7 separate regions of the Mus musculus genome follow, and regions 1, 2, 3, 4, 5 and 6 are each linked to region 7. A link is a contact called in public Hi-C and HiChIP or PLAC-seq data. All regions are on one chromosome and are shown on one strand. Each heading gives the region's core, a stretch centred on a gene start, on an enhancer-like site or on the middle of the called end of the contact. The rest is flanking DNA. Distances are from core to core; before and after follow the strand shown. Region 1 has its middle 33 kb from the start of Gm26422. Region 2 has its middle 12 kb from the start of Gm26422. Region 3 overlaps Gm33702 (a long non-coding RNA gene). Region 4 has its middle 8.7 kb from the start of Gm39834. Region 5 overlaps Gm39833 (a long non-coding RNA gene). Region 6 has its middle 73 kb from the start of Gm26422. Region 7 holds the start of Rbms1 (RNA binding motif, single stranded interacting protein 1).

Region 1 (2,886 bases), core at 239-2,738, 370 kb after region 7:
CTCACAGGCAAAGCCTGTGTTAAGACTCAGCACACAAAAGGGCTGTTTGTCTTCACCCATATTAGTGTGGTTTATGACTGTCTGAAGTTTAGATCAAACAAATCAATGTAGCTCCCTGTAAAGAGATAAGAGACCGCGTATGGAAAAGTTTACTTTACTTTGGGGTAGGTTTTCTCTATGTAGCTTTGCCTGGCTTCAGACATAAGCCTCCTGTCTCAACCGCCTAAGGCCCGGGATTTTAGGTGTGTCATGACACCTAGCTATAAATTAAATTAGCAAGAATCTCAGTTCAAAGGGTACCAGGGTTAACTCTGAAATCATCTTACCAGAAACTAGCAAACTGTTCTAATATATTTCATATGAAAAGATGATTGAGAATGTGAAGATAACTCTTATCCAAAAAACCACATTGAATTCACAGAATTAAAGGAAGAATGGAGGAGCAAGGGGGAAGATATACTCTTATTTAAATGGAAAAACAGCCAATCCTTCAGCCTCCTTTTGAATTAAGTTGACGTAACAATTGTTGTAATGGGCATTTATCTTACTCAACTACTTCCATGTAGTACTAATATAAACAGAGAATAATAGGCTGTGGAGAGAAGTCTTGACATGTCTCACAGTAACTGGAATAACTGAGGCTGGAAAAGTTTAGGAGTTTGCTGGATACTATTTCTTGATATACAACAAACATTTGTGAAGGAATTAGGGGTGTGTATAACACTCAGAAAGCTAAGATATGCCATTAATACTGTCTAAGGGATAACAGTGCACAAGAATTTATTCCATCCTATGTCTTACTACACCTAACACTGAAGGGCTTACTGCGTCCCCAGGAACAGTCTCAGCATGGAGGGACACATTGAAACATGCAGAAAGTTCTTTGCCTTTTGTGCACTTCAGATGAGGAGCATAATTTTCTCTCTGACTTTCATATTCACAGACACCTTGTAAAGGATGGTTAAAACCTAGCCACAATGAAAATTGAGTAACATCTGGTGTTTGAGCTTTGAGGTTTTCATATTATTCACAGGTTACTGTTTACCAAGTTTGTTCAACAATTGCCTCATCACACAAAGTTCCCTTTGTCCTGTTAACACAGCCATCTACTTTGGTGTTTCTGAAACAATGCCCCATTTCACTTGGGACAGATTACAGGGTTGGTTTTAACGACAAAGGAAGCACTTTATGCGACTATTTGAACAGTACCACCTGTGGGAACTTGCCCCCGACTCTTCCCAATTCAAGATTTAAACTTTGCCCTAGTCACAGGAGGGCTGCTGTGAGCACTGCCAAGAAAACAAGAACAAGATGGACTGTCCAGAAACCCAGATCTTTTGAGCTAAGTGTCTGGAGAGAAACAGCTTGATCCACCAGCAGCTCAAACTTTGTTATCACAACAAAGCAGAACATTCCTGATTTCACTTTGTAGTGCACACTGGGACCCAGTAGGACAGCTGGTGGGTGCACACAGTGACTGAGAAAGAAGGCAGCATCTTTGCAGTGTGCCCAACAGGGCACAGCTGGTTGGGGAAGGCAGTCTAGGCATGCTCAGTTGCTGCTTTTGTTTGTTTGTTGGTTAACTGAACTGAAGGTTGAAGTCCTTTACTGTTTGTTTGTTTGTTTGTTTATTTCCTCTCCCCCCAAAAATGTTGTATAAAAGGGCTTTGGGGGGAGATAGGACAAGTTCAAGGGAAGAAAAGATCAATTGTTATTCAAGAAAATGAAAAACTAATACGATTTGTCCCTGGAAAAGAGCTATTCACCGTAAGGCTATAGTCATCATTGTCTTGGAATTTTGACTATGCTGGCATTAGGCAGGCCACTGACTGTGGCTTGTCCTTTTATTCCCCTCTGTCTAGCCTGCTCCCACCAGCTGTTAACAGAAAACAAATGTCACTAATTTTAAGGGAAATGCTTATATTGAAGCTCTTTAGTTCACAGTCAACAATTTCAAAGAAAATAGGAAGGAGATGAAAAAAACATTAGAGCTGATCACAGTGATTAACAATAGTAACAATTACATTATCTTAAATTAATGAGGCAAAGAATACAATAACAGATGTCACTAACTCTTCTTTCAAGTCCTGAATGATTCCAGAAATGATAGAAAATAAAACCCAAAGCTCACTCACTAACTCTGTCTGTCTTTCTGTCTTTCTGTCTGTCTGTCTGCCTGCCTGGCCTTATCTATCTATCTATCTATCTATCTATCTATCTATCTATCTATCTATCTATCTATCTATCTACCTACCCATCCTCTATTTTGCTCCTGTTCCTTTATTCTCTTGTCAGATCCCAAGGACTCCGTTGCCTTTGAGTTCAGACAAGAACAAGTTTTCATCCATTTTCCCACATTTTTTGAGCATTTATAAATGCTAGCTGAGTTATGAGTCATGGCCAGGCTTTGCGGTATCATTGTACCAAGAGCACATAACATGTTTTCTACCTGTCGATGTAAATTATTGCCTGCATGCAGAACTCCAGGAATGATTTGGCTTCCTGCCCACGCAAATGACTTCTCATCCTTCACATTTCAATTTAATGCCAGTGTGTACTATAAGATGTATGTTCAATCCTACAAATGAGTTGCATGTGAATTTCAATTTCAGAAAACCTGGACTGAATTTTAAAAGAAAACATTTGGGATATATTGCAGGGGAGCTGGTTGTGTGCTAGGTGCATTCTAACTATGCTGTATAGTCAAGAATACTGATAGAATTTAAGGACTACGGTGAGCTAAGAAGGAAGGAAGGGAGGGGGAGAAAAAGAGAGAGGGAAGAAGAAATGAAAGAAGGAATAAAGGAAGTCAGGTTGGTTTTTATATTTTCAACTTATATTCCTAAAGATGTAAAAGATATATTGTGTTCTTTTTCAGTTACAATT
Region 2 (2,927 bases), core at 350-2,849, 390 kb after region 7:
TAGACATTTAGAAGGCTAATTTGACAAGTGACCATCTAACAAAACTACAATAGCAGGTTCTTCCCTGGGGCCTATGACCAGCCATGGGCCTTTAACCATGTTTGTAGTACGAGGAATGAATTTCTTATTGTGGAGTAGATTTCATATCTAACCAGAAAGCAGCTGATTGTCTCATGACAGTCATACTGCTGTTGTACTGGTAGACACACCAAGCCTGTCAGGTCAGTTATATAGTATGCAGAATCCAGCACTGGGTAAACCTGTTAATATCTGTTCTCCTCTAGAAAGCTGCATGGTATATCTGGCACCAAGAAAGTTGGCCAGGAGAGAGGAAGTTATTGACGTATTCACCGTGATTTCTCTATGTTCTGCATTCAAAGTGAATGGTGTCTTCAGCAATGAGCTCTTAATGTGTAGCTACAGTGCATAGTGAAAAGTACTGGCAGTAGGCTCTGTTGTTCAAGAGATTTCTAGGCCCCCTGACCAATAATTCATAGCAAGATATCCCATTTCTGGCTCTTTGATTTTTGTCTAGTAATCAACGTCATCAAAGAACAGGATGGTCCACCTATACAAGACAGAAAGACATTCAAATTTTTGAAAAAATTGTATTCTGAAATTAGCTTACTACTTAGTGGGTTTCTATAAAGCCTTTTCCGATAGCCTTAGCTTTGTTAATCCACCGGTCTCTCCAGCTCTCTATTCACCTGTCCTAACCCTGATTATTCCTTTAATACCAACTATATATCTTGGGGTTTTGCTTTTGTTTCAACTATATTTGTGTGTGTGTTGTGAGTGGTACCTACACATGTAGGTAGAGGCCAGAGATCAACATTGTGTATCTTCCTCCATTTCATTTCATCTTATTATTGAGTCAGTTGTCATTGAGCCCAGAGCATACCAATTAAATAGAGTGGGTGGTTAGCAAGTGTCAGGTACCTGCCTGTATAGTCACTAGGGATGTAGACACTCTACGCAGCCTTTACATGGGTACTTGGGATCTGAGCTTGGATCCCAACGCTTGAGCAGTACACCCTTTATTCCCTGACTCCTTTCCCTGGCCCTACAGTTTCTCATCTTAGAGCTCAGAAGCAGATATGATAGCTAAAGCCAATACAGCTAAAAACAAAATGAAAACAAAACAGGACCTTGGTGGCTATACTCATTTCTCAGGTGATACCTACATTTAGAATTCTTTGTAAAGAAAAAAAATCAACTTTTCTTTGTTTCAACCACTATTTGTGGGCATCGGTCATTTGTAATCAAACCTGATACAAACAAGGACATTTTGTGTTTGTCCACTATAGTAGTTTAGTTCCAAATGATCACTCACAGGCCATATGCTCAAGGCTCGGTTGCCAGCTCGTAAGCCTTTATGGTGGTGTCTGGATCGTGAGGCCTCTGACCTGGTCAGTGTGTTCATCCATCGATGGGCTTATAATTTGGTGCCATTGGATTCTGAGGCCTGTTACTTACTTAAACAAAGTGTGTTCCTGGAATCTTACTCTAGAAGTTTACCCCATTTTCTCTCTCTCTCCCCATCTCTCCTTTCTGGTCACCATGAGTCACAAGGTAGGCACTTGAGCTTCTATTACTCATTCTCAATCATGAGGTTCAGCCTTGTCTCGTGTCCACAGAGATGGGGACCACAGAGCCATGGAGTAAAATCTCTGAAACAGGGAGCCTGTTTCCACTTTGGTTTTTACAGGCATTCTGAGGGTTGATTTTCAAATCATTTTTGTCATAGCAACAAAAAGCAGACTAACATGCCCTGTCTCTTGGAAACATTTTTTTCAAAGGTATTAATTGCAACAACTATGTAAATCAATCAGCACCCTGTGTAGCTGAAAAGCAAAGAACTATTTGTAACACTAACCTTTTTTCATTTTTATGCTTCAGAAAGATAATTTTGCATCCTGTATACCAAATGTATTTATATGAGAATTTTCATCCTTAAAATAACCTTGACAAATGAACAATTCTGTCTTTTTAAGTATCACTGTTAAGGGTGATCACAGTGGTTAAAATGTTCATTCTGCACTCAGAATATCTCTCTACAGCGCTGTAGTCCAACTTTTGTGTGTCTGTAATACTATTATTTTTTAAACATAAAATTATGATGGTGATGATGCAAATAGGGGTTGAAGGAAAAAGAAGGTTCCAGAACAAGTCATGCCCATGGAATTGTTTTTTCCCTGCAGTAAAATTTTTATCTGAATGATATCTGGCTAAAATGTATGAATTAAAATGATAAATTAGAGCAGCAATTTTCAACCTATAGAGCTTGACCGCTTTGGGGGTCACCTATCAGATATCCTGCCTATCAGATACTTACATTATGACTCATAACAATAACAAAATTACAGTTATGAAGTAGGAACAAAGTAACACTATGGTTGGGGTCACTACAACAGAAGGAACGGTATGAAAGGGGGATGTTGAGAACCACTGAACTAGAACCTTCAGAGTCAGTTAGCATGTGTTGCTGTTCTAGGAACAACTGTAGCAAAGGCTTTAAGACTGTGAGCAAGGAGTAGTAACAAGGTGAGAGCTGGAAAGTAAGAGTTGGGTTTGGAGCTGCCAGAGTGTGTTTAACCTGTTTTTCCAACCACTAAAGACAGCCCTCCTTTCCTCTCTTCCTTTTTATTCTTTTATCTTTTGTTAGATAGTTTCATACATGGACATAAGGAATTTCAGTTATAGTTACCCTTCATCCCCTTCTCTCCCCTCCCTCCCACATCTTACCTCTTTCCTTAAAACCCTTCTTCCCCAGAAGTCCCCCTCACCCTCTCATCTTCCTTTTGCATGTGACCAGCTGAACTTCACTAGGGTTTCTCACGTGAGTATGGGTAAGAGGTTTTTGACTGGATCTCGGTCAACTATACCACAGAAGAAAATGGCACGCTTTCTCCCACCAACTGGTAACT
Region 3 (2,859 bases), core at 358-2,857, 470 kb after region 7:
ACACACACAGTGCATATAAACCTGAGATAAATTGTTGTCTCATCTAAGGTTGACCTCTGGAATGGCTCCGTAAGGGCCATCAAGATCATCCCCATTTTCTGATATTAACAAGACAGGGATGGATTGCTAACATCCCGTATCAATACTCTTTCCCAACTGTCTATGACACTTTCGAAAGACTGTGGGATCTATGGGAACATGCCAAACACGTGCACAGGGTTAGGTCCCAGGGCGCAGATTCACTTGTTTTACCCATCATGCAGGCTTGGACATGGACTCTAACTCTAGAAAGACTGGACTCCAGTCAAAGAAGGAAAGAGAACGCATCATAGCACAAATACAGAGTTTTTCAATGCAAAGAGCCCTGCTGGCCACTCTTCCATAACTTTCGACAAGTCACCTAAGAAGAAGATCAGTACCAAGTTTTAACTACCTGCCTGGGATATTTATACATTTTAAGACTTGCTTATGTGTAGAAACCTAACATAGGTAGCTAAAACAGATTCTTCTCAGTGGAGTATCAGCCCTGGTACATCTTAAGTTAAAACAAGAGTGTGAGAGCATTGTTAGCTCTTTAAAAATTGGTTGAGTTGATGTTTTCATCATTGCCTAGGCAATAACGATAGTAGCAGGGAAAATAGTGTATGCGGTGTGTGGTGTGTATGCATTGTACATGTGTGGTCCTGTATGCATTTGTGTGTGTTTGCAACCACAAAAAAAATCCTCTAAGTCCATCCCATAGAGATACCCTGCAAAGTAACAACACTTCAACTGTATGTATTTAATCCAAGAAATATAAAATGCAGTAAGACAAGACTGATGTGGAAGATGTGAACCAGGGATAATCAAGGAGTCAGGTGGAGAGAATGCATGTCTGACTGGCTGTCACTCCTCTGTCTTTTCATCTGAGGGAGAATGCAGTGTTATCTTCACTGCACTGAACAAGACATATACAAGCCTCACCTAACTTGAAAATCCAGGCATCTTGGGAGTCTCAAAGTTTGTTTTAGGCTTTTGTTCCTTAACTGCGGGTGCGGGAGAGGCAGCAGCCTCCGTGATAGGAAATTGTGGAGATGGGGAAAACCTGAACAGCTTTGGATTCTTTGCAGAAAACAACTATGTGTTATGCCCAGAACAACCAGATCAAAGAGAATGGCTGAGCTGTGGTGAGTGCTGGGTGAGCAGAGCAAATGCAGATGCTGCAGGGAGGGACAACAGGACACTGGCTCCTTCCAGGTCTTGATGGGACCTTATTAAAATATCCACTGGTCGCCCTGTCATCCGCAACCAGTTTGAAACCACTACACAACAATCATTTTATTTCCCTTTTCCTAGTCCGTGCCCGGGAAAGAAGAATGCATAAAAGCCCCCATGAGCTGTATAGCACAAGAAGGTCTGAAATGATAGTGATTTTATTCCTCTTCATTCAAGGGGAAAGAACGAGCCAGAAAAGGGCAGCCTGAGAGTAGACGCGAGCGGGAAGGGCATTTATTTCCTTGTAATGGCTGTAGTCTAAGTTGCTTTTTTATCCACTTAGGCCCACAGGACAAGCTCAGCCTGGAAAGCTCTTCAGCCTGGCTCTGTGCAGATGTAATCCGGCCTGCTCTGGTCAGTCCTAATTGCAAACACATTTCTCTCCTTCTGCACCCTCCTAAGCAGGCAATGGTCAGAGCCTTGCCAGCGCTTTTCTGGCATCTTTTTCTTGCTCTGTTTCCAAATCTGCATTTTTCTGTGAGAAAAGACGTCGGAGAGATTGTAAACAGGATAATTATATGTCAATATGATTCCCAATGCTGTCTTCCCTTGTGGGTTCTTTTGAGTGTGTAGGGGTTTGTTGTGGTGTGAGGTTTTTTTTTCCCCTCTCTGCCTTTGAGTCAGGGAGATAAAATGTTATTTTGAAAGCAGAAGTATATGGATCCACTAGAAACCTCCTACGATGTTGTTCTAGACATTTATAAAAGATAATTGGCAGGGGAGGGTTAGCAAACAACTGAGAAAGGAGAAGGAAACAGTAGACATGCAGGTGGCCAGCATTTAAGAGTCTCATTCTAAGGACAGGCGTGTGCCCCGCCATCTGTTCTGGAAGTGTAGAGAAGGGAGCTAAACTTCATGGGCAGTCTCAAGTTCAGAATATGAAAAAGTTATCCTGTCTAAAATGGCGCCATTCCATCTAGGGAAGGTCAAGAATTATAATCTCTTTAAAATACATTCTCCTGTTCTTCCTCTATGCTTCGATGAACTTTCCTCTGTGTTGTATGAGGTCAGATGTCCTGAATTTAAGATGTGAGGTAACACCAAACACATGCTCACCACACAACTTCCATGCATGGACACAGCCTGGTTTTTTCTTTCTTTTTTTGTTTTCTTTTTTCTTTTTCCATAAAAGGATGTGATTTTTTGTTGTCTGAGGTAAGAGGCATATCATGGTCCACACTGATGGCCTCGTAGGTTGCTTGGCACAACTCACCTCTCCAGTGTACATGCATGTTATAGCATGTGACTAATAGCCGTGGAGCGTTAAACCAAGGCAGCTGGGAACACATATACTATACTTATCATGGACATTTTATCCTAAGTGCCTAGAACACTGATTAAGTGATCAATAAATGTGCATTCAAAAAATCCAGCCTGTTAATTATCAAAGAACTTCTCTTTAACTGTTGATTCATCTCCCCAACAGCCAGCGAGACGGGGACAAAGAAAGCACCGTCCTGTTCCTAGGAAGCTATGGTCTGATGAGAAAAACACATGCGCAGGAGCCAAGTGAACAGAGGATGCTGGGAACACAGAAGGAAAGTAAGAAATGCATTCTGCAGTGCTGAATAAGAGAGACAGAGAGAGACAGAGACAAAGAGACAG
Region 4 (2,726 bases), core at 82-2,581, 500 kb after region 7:
CTCATGGAGTTGCTCCCAAACCCATGACTCACTCCACACGCCCTGCACATCTTTTGTCTCACCATCAACTCAGAGCAATTGGAAGAGACTCAGAGATTCAATTCTGAAAAACAAACCTCATCATAATGGGAAATCCAATTAGCTCTAGATACAGTAGCTGCATCGGAGAAGAAACCACTGTAATTCTGCCTTCTGCAAAAATGGTTTAGCCGTTCATTAGGTAGCCCGTCAAAAATTAAACAACGCCAATTCTTTTTTTCTTGTCCTGATATCTAGCATTATCTGGAGAATTATATTAGAAGACAGATTACTGATCTGCCTTGTAACTAGATGTAATTCCTGGAATCTTTGTTTTCCTTCCTGTTTTATCTTCTCTTGTATGTCTCAATGTGCGGGAAAGTAATTATCTCTGGGGAGGCCAGGCTGCACTCCTGTTCATCTGTTTGGGGAGGGTAAAAATGATGATGTAGATAATGTTGATATCATTTTTAGCTTTGCTAAGTGAAAAGTGATATTAAACAGCGATATTATCATGCTTACTCTCTCAGATGCTTTGTGAAAGAAATAAAAAGAAAAAGTGATTGTTATCTGCTTACAGGAAGGGAAGCTGAAACCACATGACTTGCTTAATGTCTCAAATGAGATTATTGGTAGAGGTAGAAGTAGAAACCCAGCTAAGTGTTCGGCCTCGGAACGAGGACTTGCCATGTTGGCGAAGCTGGCACTCCCTGGGTTTCTCTACACACCTTGGGGTTTTTATTATGACTTTTTACAGATTTGACTTAGTCACATTTGATAAAAATCAATGTCTTTACTACAGCATTATGAAGTATAGAAAGATGCCTGGGATGTAATTTCTGCCCTCAAATGGAATCAAAGGACATGATAAATACAAAACAGCAATAATAGCTAGCATATGACAGAGACAAGAAAATTGTGTTAAAGCCTTTTGCAAGTCAGTAAAATGTGTATGTGTCTGTACTCAGAGTATATGTGTGTAGCATGTTTAGACGATGTCTCCTTTGGTTGGTAGTAAAGGAAAATAAAGGGAAGTAATTAGAAAAGAGAAGGAGGAAGGATCTCCCTTCTTGTAGTTTTCTTGGAGTTAGCTTGTCTTGCCCCAAGGTAAGATTCACAGTCACGAGCTCCTCTGCGGCTTCTGTGGGTCTGCAGTACGATTCTGCAACCTGCAGCTTCAGAGTTGCACATTAGGGAACAGCTTGATGATCTCACCACTCCCCAGTTTCAACGAAGAGACAACTGACTTAGATATGGACAACGCAGGAGTCTACAGAAGATGAGCATCAACAGCTCTAGCAGGTTACCAGCAGGGGGCTGGAAAAGAAAAACAGAAAGAGAGATTTCCGTAAGCAACCAAGCTGGCCTTTGTACAGCCTAGGTGCACTTGGGCACAGGTCACCTGAGTGCCTCAAAAAAAATCAGACTGAGAGCACCCCCACACCAACTGTCTACTTCCTACATTTCCTCCGGCCCTCACGTTATGTGGCATTTGGGGCACAGCTGCTTTCATTTTGCATTTATGAATAATTTGAGACTATATTTAGGTATTTCCAGTCATTAGGTACCTACATTTCTGTATACAGCTTGAAGATTTTTATCTTTTTTTTTTCAGAATTCAAGAAATTTATGAGAAAGAAAGCTCTTAATATTAGGTCACTTAGTCAATTACCGCTTTTCCTGCCTAATGCAAGACTATTCCCTAAAGCCCTGTTTCTAGCTCTCTGTTGCCTATTTTTAAATGTACTAACTGATGGTGATTCTGCCACTTCACTCAGGAGACCATTATCCTGGCTCCCCATCCTGGGTGTCAAGGGGTTTTCCCTGGTAATTAGCTGCATCTTGCTATTTCTCCTCTTTCCCATTATCCCTAGTTATCCATTCCCTTGTAACAATATTATTTCTTTCACATTGGTTCTATATTTTTAGATACTTTCCACAATTCTGTAAGCCCCTCTAAAAAGGAGCTGAGAGTCTTAGTACCAGCCCGTATCTTAATTATTCACACTGCTACAGGATGAAGCTGGAGTTAATGGAATCAGCCACTGGGTTCTCCTGTTTCTAGCAATGTGCTGCATTAGCCTGTGCCTGCATCTCTGCTTGTCTGCATTGATTTTATCAGTCTTAGGTCATCTTCTTCCACCAAGCAACGACTCTTTAAGCATACTGTGTCTAGGTTATGTGAAAGTATACAAGAAACGGCCACTTTATTTTCTGAAAAATGAGAAGTGAGAATATACACTTTATTAAAGTTCTAGGTGTGTTAAGTGATATTGGGTATGCAAATAATTTAGTGACTATTCCAGTGTGCCCCAATGTAATAAAAGCAGGCAGTATATCTGTCCACCATATGAATAAAGATTTTGAATCCAAATAAATACCTTGCATTTGCAGCCTTATCACATGCTGTGTGTATGATCTTATCAACACACGCATTACATAATATTTCATGGTTTACATGAATGAACATTTCCTGAGGGAAGGCAGTATTTGGTCTTGTGCATCTCTAGTCCTAACGAGTCACACTTAAGTTGACCCTACTCCTCCAGTCTCAGTGGTGTCACCTATGAAAGGCAGTGAAACTATTCAGACAAACTGAGTCAGACACAGTTTCTGCCATGGCTCACACCTTCTTTGTCCATTTTGAATTTTAGCCATCACTGCAGATACCAGATGTGCTCAGGGAAAATCTGACGACATTTCACCTC
Region 5 (2,700 bases), core at 86-2,585, 260 kb after region 7:
TGCTTTTCATAACATTTGAGTAAGTAGGTCAGTACTACCTACTTTGTAGATAAGAATCTCTTCTGCAGCCCCTGAAACCAACCCTCCACTTATTGCCTTATGGGAACATTTGACTTCCTAAGGATCCTATCACTATAGATATTGTCCCCAATCCCCTCTTCCTTTGGCTTCCCTACTGTTGCCTATAACCAAGGCTATCAGCCAGCTTTCTTTCCTTACACTGAAGCTTCATTTCCCTATTTATTCCTCCAGTCTCTCTGATGGCATTTAAAAATTATCCAGGTCTGATTCCTCTTCTCTTCTCTTCTCTTCTCTTCTCTTCTCTTCTCTTCTCTTCTCTTCTCTTCTCTTTCTTCTCTTCTCTTCTCTTCTCTTCTCTTCTCTTCTCTTCTCTTCTCTTCTCTTCTCCCCTCCCCTCCCCTCCCCTCCCCTCCCCTCCTTCTCTCTTTTCCTCTCCCCTCCCCTCCCCTTCCCCCACCCCCTCTCTCCTCTTTGTTACTGGGATGCTCTGTATATAACTAACTGTATGATACTTACAGTAAGTCTAAGGGAAGGTTGACCTTTTTTTATTACACACACACACACACACACGATAGCCTTCCTAGGAAACTGAGAAATGATATTTTAGCATCTCAGGAAAAAAAAAAGCCTCATCTAGAACCCCACAGGATAAACCCAACCACCAGATGCATGCCATCTATACCAAACACTGAGGACTTTTCTGCTGAATGTCGCAGTCCTTGTTGCTTCCTGATGCCCCATAGATGGTTGCTCTCCCTTTCCTTGCCTATATTCCAGTCTGCATCTCGTGGCCCTTGTGACTCCTATGCCTTCTAATGTAGACCATCTAAAAGAAAGAAAAACATGCCAGTACCCAGTGAATCCGGGTAAGGAGATGTTAACTTGGTCTGAGGGTGCTGTATCATTCCAGTGGATGACTTTTGGAGTTGTTTTCTTCTGGGGGCCTCCTGGTGCACATCCCCCTCCTGTTCCCTCTGGACAGCTGATTGTGCCCTGAGTGCTCTTGCTTCCCCGTTCTGGTTCCCTGTGTGCTTCTGCTTGCCAGAGTGTTCCTTTTATCCCCTTTGGTTTAATTGCCATGCAAAACCCTCTGTTGAGCTTTTAATTAGCAAGTTATCCCAGTCTGAAAACTGGAAACCCTGGGCTCTTTCGGCATATATTAAACAAGCTAAAATATGAAATTAAAGAAAACAGAGTTTTAGCCAACAGAAACAAGTGACTCATTTCCTTGTGAAAACACACTGGGTTTATGTTACTCTGGCAACAGGATTCCGGAATAGCGTCCTCCTCTCCCCCGTTTGGAGACTTTATGTGTTTCTGCTACAGTCAGTGTTCCACGGTGACCTAATGTTGAACCAAGTCTCTGGGTGAGTCACGAGGCGCAAGAGCAGTGGATTTTCTTTGAGATAGCGCATGCCCTGTCCCTTTGACCAAAGGAAGGAAAGTTTACTTTGTACAAGTGTAAAAGGATCCTAGGAACTCTCGGCCAGGGCTGCTCTGGGACAGAAGTGTGGTCCTGCTGTTACTCTCAAAACACCACCATCCCTTCTAATGTGTTTGAATTCCAAGTGCCTGTTGTTCTAAAGACAGCTGATTAAATCATAACGTACAACCTGTGTGCGCACCACATGGGGAAATGAAGATTTAGAGATTCACTGCACAAGACTCCAGATGTTTCTCGGGATTCACATCATGGGCGGGAACTTCCCGGTGCTTAGGGTCAAAATTTCGACCTACACCACTCCAAATCTCTACAGCAAAAATGTGCTGTGCAAAGCGGCTGCAGTAGCTCTCCTCGGCGAGTTTTTCGGTGCTCCGAGGCTCTTGAGAGGAAGTGAAGAGCGTCTTCAATTTATCAAGCTCTCGCTGCTTGGGATTTTAAGTTTCCAGAAGTTTTGTGAACAGCTTTAGGCATTGGCTGGATAGTCAGGAAAGTGTAACCATTAGGATGAGCTAAGAGTATGTGAAGAGTTTTAGTTTCCCCCCAGTTGCTACCAACTGTCTGCAAAGGAGAAGTCCAGCTTTTCTCAGTTCTGTTTCCCTCCCCATAAACTGTCTTCCCAGTTCTCCTGGATTTGTGGAGAAGGAACACAGTAAACAAACTAGGATTAGACTGGACATTGGGAGAGCATGGGGAGGGATGATTTAGTGACAATGTATACTGCATATCTTATTCCTATATGATGTCAATTTATGAAAAGAAATGCCGGGGAAGAAAGCTGCATAGGTAGCAGAAGACAGCCTAGTTGGCCATCACTGGGAAGAGAGGCCTCTTGGTTTTGCAAACATTATATGCCTCAGTACAGGGGAATGCCAGGGCCAAGAAGCAGGAGTGAGTGGGTGAGGGTATAGGGAACTTTCGGGATAGCATTTGAAATGTATATAAAGAAAATATCAAATAAATAAATAAATAAATAAATAAATAAATAAAATATGCTATGCTATGCTCTGCATGAGCTTTATAGTCAAATCAGGGAAATGTAAATTGTAATGATGAAGAAATAAAAACTATTGCTCAAAGGGAAAAACAAAAGAAATATTAGAGAAAGAATTCAAGTTGAGATAGAGGAGGTTGATTATTTTGGTTTTTTGTTCTGCCTTTTCTTTGAAACTTAGGAAGAAAGCTCCAGTGATATTTATTATATATAATAGAAACAGATGGTAGGGAGACAAAGAAGA
Region 6 (2,749 bases), core at 34-2,533, 330 kb after region 7:
AGTTGTTTTACAGAAACTAACTTGTCACTACATATCTTGAAAAATGAAATGATTCAGAAGAAACCCTTTTGTTAACTGTTACTAAAAGGTGACATCCGTACTATGTCAAGTTATCGATGACAAAATGAAAATGTGGTGCAAGGTCGCAGGAAAAGTCTCAGCCGACACAGCTGTGACTGTTGGTGGACAGGAAATAACTCTGTGCTTTGTTTTTTGCTTCTTATTTGTTTGTTTGATTGATTGATTGACTGATGATTGATTTTTTACATAGCTCCTCCTTTTCTAAAGGTGTTCTTTATATCCTTCCTGGACGGATAATCTGGTACTGGCAAGCAGTTAAACTTTGAGGAGTATTCCCTCTCATTTTATGTACAACAAAACAAATCATATATGCAGGATGGTCCATTTTCTCAGAAAAGATAGTATTGACTGAAATCTTTACTGAGCAAAAATGTAGAAACTTCTTTAAATTGGTGTCTTCTCCCCATTTTCTCCCAAATTGATCTGAATGTCATCACAGCAAGAAGTCCAGCAGATAATCACCTTGTTCCAAAAGAATGACAAAAACTCAGTTATCCCAGCCTGACTTGCATTGTTATATATTTATTTATAGACACATATATCCAAAAATATGTAAAATGCTTTTGACTCATGAGTAATGTTGAATCATGTTGAAAAAATTATAAAAGAGGGGTGTGTGTAAAATATATAGTGCTAAAAATAATAAAGTCTTAAAAAACTAAGAGGCAGGCTGAATGTTTCCACTCACAGACAACATGATGTATTGTAAAGTGACCCAGACTAAGACAGTACAGAATTGAAATGAGAATATCACTCTGAGGACCAGGATGAAACATCTAGATAAAATCAGATAGATTCAGTCACATGATCTTTGACAAGGATTACACTGCAAAGCAAGAAAGGGTCATCTTTTCAGCACATGATGCCAGGTTAATTGCTTTCTGACGAAATAAATCATCTGCATTGATGCCGGAGAATTCTTCACCTCTCGTTTTGTAATCACATCCCAACATTCCCACACATGCACGTGTTATTTCAGAGTTCTAGAAGAGATACCTCAAGAGTAACAGAAGTCAGTACCAGGACACCTCAGGAAGTCCCAGAAGAGCAGCAGCCGATTGCATTACTCAACACATACTTACTAGCATTATTAGAGGCTCAATGATGAGAGGGTGGGATTTTTGTCTTAAAGGGTGAGCATGAATCATGGTCATTAAAACTTTCCCTTTAGTATGGACCACTGGTGAATCATCCAGAGAAAACAGTCCTGCCTCATTCAGTTTGGCTCTATGGGGACACACTTGCCACGCTGTTAGTGCATCATGCCTTCCTTTGTTACTGAATACTTGGAAATGCTTCTCTTTGTCCTAGGAGGACTCCCAGCCCATAGACATATATTATTATCTCTCTCATCCTTGGGCTGCCTTCCAACCACTTACCTCCCCTGACATCTTGTCTCAAAGGCAAAACAGGGTTGCTGGACATTTCACTAGAAGACGGTTGATAAGCACTCAGTTTGTTTTATTTGGACAGCTTAACCAATGTGTAGTGACGGCAACTACAATGTAAAGCAGGCTCTCCCTAGACCTGGAGGGAATTAAGCCTGGTGGTAGGGAGGGACAGAATCTGGAAGGACACTGTGGGAGTACGGAGAATCTGTAAGCTTTCTGTAAGGAAAGGTAGTCTTACAAGTTAATTTATTTCAGGATTTGGGGGCTGTTATTCTTCTTTGGAAATTACTGATTTCAGCATCTTGAAAATCTGATGTAAAATGAAAAAAATTGAGGAAGAAGAATAATGAAGAGGCTTAAGTTGCCAGACCCAAATCTAGTGGTTCTGACTCTTTTTTTTTTTGTTGTTTGTTTGTTTTTGTTTGTTTTTCAAGACAGGGTTTCTCTGTATAGCCCTGGCTGTCCTGGAACTCACTTTGTAGACCAGGATGGCCTTGAACTCAGAAATCCGCCTGCCTCTGCCTCCTGAGAGCTGGGATTAAAGGCGTGTGCCACCACACCCGGCATGACTCTAACTTTCAATGAGGAAAGAGAATAGTTCCTAGCTTAAAAAAGAAGAATTACAAATATTTTGCCTGTGCCCAGGCTCAGTGCTTTGATGAGCCATTCAAGACAAATACAACCTGAAACTGGCTTTTCAATTCAACCAAAAGCAGGGTAATGATGCTCTGTTGCAACTCACTTCTGCCCTTGATTGGTGTTTAAAGAGGGGTTATTTGATCCACATAAATCCTAATGGATTTCTAAGTATATCTTATTAATGTAACATGACTTTTAAACTGGCATTAACAAATAGTGGTTTATTCAAATGGAGTGTGTGTGTGTGTGTGTGTGTGTGTGTGTGTGTGTGTGTATGTGTGTGTGTGTGTATGTGTGTGTGTGTGTGTGTGTGTATATATATATATATATATATATATATATATATATATATATATATTATATAAAGGTGAGACAACCCCTCAATTCTTTGTCACATTGTATGATCATGTCCACCGGCCTGCTTCTCACTGTCTGTTCCTTCGCTCTTGTCTCTTTTCAATGCTATTTTAAAAGAAATATACAGCATTGTCTTTGGCCTTGAATGATATTTTACTCACATATAAAATGTACACATTATCCAGCACTATTTTTACTAATATTACAGGAATTCAGAGAACGGTGAGCTCATTATAGGTTTGGGGGATTTACCAATGGCTAGTTAATTAACAAAAACATTC
Region 7 (2,700 bases), core at 181-2,680:
CTTCTTTTAAAGGGGAATTTTAACAAACAAAAGAGGCAAAGAAAGTAAAATAGAAAATAGTACTTTGTGACCCCGAGGAAGCATTTCAGATGGGCTGATGCTGGACAGCCGGAACAATAATCCTGCAAACCGCCACAAAGAACTCAGCAGGCTCCAGTGCCACACATCTGGATCTTAATGGAACCACAGTTTACGTGGAAGGGTGCATTTTGCTGCTATCATTACTGGGATAACTTAATTGATCTGTCTCTGTGGCTGAGGGTGTAGACTAGAGATTTATTACGAAGGGAAAAGATCTGCAATGCTGCCTTTTCTTTTTCAACAAGCATTCTGTCACTGACCTCTAAACGAGTTTAACCTTTTCTGAGCAGACCTGCACATTTTTAACATAATTTAGAGCTAGGGTTTTTGTTGTTGTTATTGCTGCTGCTGAGAGGCTGTGGGGTTTTTATCACAACATGGCTTCAGTAACCTTCTTTCAAAAACAAAGATGTTAAAAACAAAAGACCGAAACTAAAACCTGCCAGTTCCACTCCTTTTCCAGGCAGGGGATTCGGATGTAACCTTTCAAGTGCCTTTGGAGTTCAATCTGTTAGAAAATGTATGAAACAAAATTAGAATAGGAAAAGGCGTGTGTATGACTCAGGCTTATCCCAGTATCTCTATCACAGGATTTCCCTGTGTTTCTGAAAACCTTGAGAAAGTGACAGAAGTTCCTGTTTTTCTTTTCTTTTTTGTCTTTTTTTTTTTTTTTTTAAAATAAGAAGGGTGGCGCGCGCGAACACACACACACACACACACACACACACACACACACACACACACGTCTTCCGGGTTCCCCATGAATCAGACAGGTTTCTTGGAGGTCCCCTAGTGCAATGCAAAGCACTGCCCCGACGTATCCCCAGTTCCTCTGTACACAAAGGTCTCCAGGAAACCCCCAAACTTGTTGCGGGCCGCCGGAGCCCTTGGCCGCGCGCCTGCCCGTCCCACCTCTCCGCCAGTCCCCGTCCCGGTCCCCCCGGGCATCTCTCCGCCCGCCGCCTCCTTCCGAAACCGGGTCACCGCCCCGCGCGCTCGGCGCAGGCCTGGGGAGCGCGGCAGCCTCACCTGCTTGCGGTAGGGCGTCCTGCAGCCGCCGGCAGCGCCGGGGTGGCCGCTGCCGCTGGGGAAGATCATCTCGGGCGCGGGGAGCTGAGGCAACCGGGGCCGCGGCGCTCCGGGAACTCCCTCTCTCGCCTGTCCGGGCAGGCGGAGGGAGGATGCGGCCGGGGACTGGCTCGCGGCTCCCGCCCTAAAAGTGCGGCGCGACGCGCGCGGCCGGCGACTCTCGAGCAGCTCCGGGGGCCGCCGCCCTGCGTGCCATGGACCGGAGTTCGCGCGCGGTGCCGGCGGCAGCGGACGAGCAGCGCCGCCGCGTCCCCACCTCCCGCCGCCTCAACCACCGCCCCGAGAGCGCGCCGGCCGGGGGCGGGGAAGCAGCCGCGCACCGCCTAGTGCCGCGCCCAGCCCTCCCGCGCCTCCCGCCCGCCCGGCCGCCCGGCCGCGCCCGCTCCCCCGGCCTCGGCCCCCGCGCTCGGCCTCCCGGGCTGGGGCGGCAACCCGGGCTGCGCGGCGCCCCCATCCCGCGCAATGGTTGGCTCTGGCGCCCCGCATGCCTCACATTCCTGGGAGCAGCCACCCCAGGCCCTTGGGCCAGGCGTCGCCGTGGCTTCGCACCCCACTTGGCTGCCCCTTTTAAGGGCATCGCTTCGGGAACCGCTGGAACACCTGGATAGGAAGCCAATGGCCCGCCTTTTCTTTCATCTTTCACAGCAGCCCCTGGTCCCGAAAAGGCGCGGATAATTACTCTCACTTCCCTGTCCAGATCTACCTCCCAGGACACTTCTCAGCCCCCCAGTTATAAGCATGCTACATTTTTGTAGAGCAAACGGGTGGGTTTTTTTTGTTTTGTTTTGTTTTGTTTTTGTGTTTTCCTTTCCAGTCCCTCACCCAAATACACCCGGGAAAGTTTTCAATTTCATTCTTGTGCCACAGAGGAAGAGTTTTCCTTCAAGACAACATTATCAAAAAAGCAATGAAAACCTTATAAGCCATCCAAAGGGGAGACCTGTCCTTCCTGGAAAAGACAGAAGATACAGGAATTCAACCTAGTTATTAAAAAGACGGCAAGAAAGGGACAAAGACAGGAGTAATTTCCTTTGTTCTCAAGTGGAAAAAAAAATAAAAACTGCTTCTCTTGCCGCTCCTTTTGCAGTCACCTCTCTGGATGTAGCTAGCAGGCTTTGAACACATGTTGATGTGGAGGCCTCAGAAGAGGGTGGTCAAGCAAGCCATTTCTGGATAGGGTTACCAGGGCTGGTTGCCATCTTTAAATTGGCGACGGGGTCCCTGACAAGTATTCCTGAATTCTGGGATTACAGCCACAGTACACATACATAGGTCTTCCCTGGCTTCTAACATCTTCCTGGAAAGGCCCATCTGCTACAACAATGAAAAATCCCAGCTTGTCTTAACAAGAGAAGGAACTCAAACTCTGGCTGTCACAGAGATGCTATGAACGTCAACTTTCTAGCCAAAGTGTAGCCATTCAGAGACTTTTCTGAAAACAAAGTTGAAAATTATACTTCCCAGAAATCCTGCTGGTGACTTAGTCAGCTGCTTCCAAAGTCCCCAGAGTTCCAGCAAAAGTAACAAGAA

The links. HiChIP or PLAC-seq counts read pairs in DNA pulled down with a chosen protein or histone mark. A called contact is a pair of places that touch in the nucleus more often than the background predicts.
Region 1: an HNF4G HiChIP or PLAC-seq map of pancreatic cancer cells shows a contact between it and region 7. The contact joins the enhancer-like site here to the promoter of Rbms1 in region 7. A contact is called at or near these places in 1 of 484 Hi-C or Micro-C datasets (myocytes), 7 of 115 datasets of contacts at active chromatin or transcription factors (the NIH/3T3 cell line, the SCID.adh cell line, embryonic fibroblasts and 4 more) and 1 of 9 other capture datasets (pancreatic islet).
Region 2: a contact with region 7 is called in an HNF4G HiChIP or PLAC-seq map of pancreatic cancer cells. The contact joins the enhancer-like site here to the promoter of Rbms1 in region 7. A contact is called at or near these places in 1 of 15 datasets of contacts at CTCF or cohesin (the NIH/3T3 cell line), 1 of 484 Hi-C or Micro-C datasets (nephron progenitors) and 4 of 115 datasets of contacts at active chromatin or transcription factors (the NIH/3T3 cell line, the SCID.adh cell line, embryonic stem cells and 1 more).
Region 3: a contact with region 7 is called in an H3K4me3 HiChIP or PLAC-seq map of neural tube, with 5 times the contacts expected there. The contact joins the enhancer-like site here to the promoter of Rbms1 in region 7. A contact is called at or near these places in 7 of 115 datasets of contacts at active chromatin or transcription factors (the NIH/3T3 cell line, bone marrow-derived macrophages, embryonic fibroblasts and 4 more).
Region 4: a contact with region 7 is called in a Hi-C map of olfactory sensory neurons, with 4 times the contacts expected there. The contact joins the enhancer-like site here to the promoter of Rbms1 in region 7. A contact is called at or near these places in 3 of 484 Hi-C or Micro-C datasets (the F1.1 cell line, embryonic stem cells and olfactory sensory neurons), 15 of 115 datasets of contacts at active chromatin or transcription factors (the SCID.adh cell line, bone marrow-derived macrophages, craniofacial prominence and 11 more) and 2 of 9 other capture datasets (adipose tissue and macrophages).
Region 5: an H3K4me3 HiChIP or PLAC-seq map of bone marrow-derived macrophages shows a contact between it and region 7, with 4 times the contacts expected there. The contact joins the enhancer-like site here to the promoter of Rbms1 in region 7. A contact is called at or near these places in 1 of 15 datasets of contacts at CTCF or cohesin (the NIH/3T3 cell line), 6 of 484 Hi-C or Micro-C datasets (the C2C12 cell line, bone marrow-derived macrophages, muscle stem cells and 2 more), 5 of 115 datasets of contacts at active chromatin or transcription factors (the NIH/3T3 cell line, bone marrow-derived macrophages, heart atrium and 1 more) and 1 of 9 other capture datasets (adipose tissue).
Region 6: a contact with region 7 is called in a CTCF HiChIP or PLAC-seq map of the NIH/3T3 cell line, with 5 read pairs. The contact joins the enhancer-like site here to the promoter of Rbms1 in region 7. A contact is called at or near these places in 1 of 15 datasets of contacts at CTCF or cohesin (the NIH/3T3 cell line), 1 of 484 Hi-C or Micro-C datasets (embryonic fibroblasts) and 4 of 115 datasets of contacts at active chromatin or transcription factors (bone marrow-derived macrophages, embryonic stem cells, large pre-B cells and 1 more).

What each region holds. Positions count from the first base shown.
Region 1 is chr2:61,245,688-61,248,573 of GRCm38.p6, forward strand. No RefSeq gene overlaps it. Among named protein-coding and RNA genes, the nearest start is that of Gm26422, 33 kb to the right of the region's middle. Within about 2 kb of position 1,489, at least 56 of the 459 cell types and tissues checked have an H3K27ac peak or open chromatin away from gene starts, as enhancers often do. A contact at or near this core is called in the NIH/3T3 cell line, embryonic fibroblasts, embryonic stem cells and 2 more, where this site is marked.
Region 2 is chr2:61,266,317-61,269,243 of GRCm38.p6, forward strand. No RefSeq gene overlaps it. Among named protein-coding and RNA genes, the nearest start is that of Gm26422, 12 kb to the right of the region's middle. Within about 2 kb of position 1,600, at least 29 of the 459 cell types and tissues checked have an H3K27ac peak or open chromatin away from gene starts, as enhancers often do. A contact at or near this core is called in the NIH/3T3 cell line and pancreatic cancer cells, where this site is marked.
Region 3 is chr2:61,352,669-61,355,527 of GRCm38.p6, forward strand. All of the region lies in intron 3 of Gm33702 (a long non-coding RNA gene), which reads right to left. Among named protein-coding and RNA genes, the nearest start is that of Gm33702, 4.5 kb to the right of the region's middle. Within about 2 kb of position 1,608, at least 52 of the 459 cell types and tissues checked have an H3K27ac peak or open chromatin away from gene starts, as enhancers often do. A contact at or near this core is called in the NIH/3T3 cell line and neural tube, where this site is marked.
Region 4 is chr2:61,377,875-61,380,600 of GRCm38.p6, forward strand. No RefSeq gene overlaps it. Among named protein-coding and RNA genes, the nearest start is that of Gm39834, 8.7 kb to the left of the region's middle. Within about 2 kb of position 1,332, at least 9 of the 459 cell types and tissues checked have an H3K27ac peak or open chromatin away from gene starts, as enhancers often do. A contact at or near this core is called in olfactory sensory neurons, where this site is marked.
Region 5 is chr2:61,137,771-61,140,470 of GRCm38.p6, forward strand. The region is part of intron 2 of Gm39833 (a long non-coding RNA gene); the gene reads left to right. Among named protein-coding and RNA genes, the nearest start is that of Gm39833, 11 kb to the left of the region's middle. Within about 2 kb of position 1,336, at least 164 of the 459 cell types and tissues checked have an H3K27ac peak or open chromatin away from gene starts, as enhancers often do. A contact at or near this core is called in the C2C12 cell line, the NIH/3T3 cell line, adipose tissue and 6 more, where this site is marked.
Region 6 is chr2:61,206,123-61,208,871 of GRCm38.p6, forward strand. No RefSeq gene overlaps it. Among named protein-coding and RNA genes, the nearest start is that of Gm26422, 73 kb to the right of the region's middle. Within about 2 kb of position 1,284, at least 15 of the 459 cell types and tissues checked have an H3K27ac peak or open chromatin away from gene starts, as enhancers often do. A contact at or near this core is called in the NIH/3T3 cell line and embryonic fibroblasts, where this site is marked.
Region 7 is chr2:60,880,008-60,882,707 of GRCm38.p6, forward strand. It overlaps Rbms1 (RNA binding motif, single stranded interacting protein 1), which reads right to left and starts at 1,431. Exons shown (of 14, transcript NM_001141931.1): 1 at 1,111-1,431. The coding sequence starts at 1,179.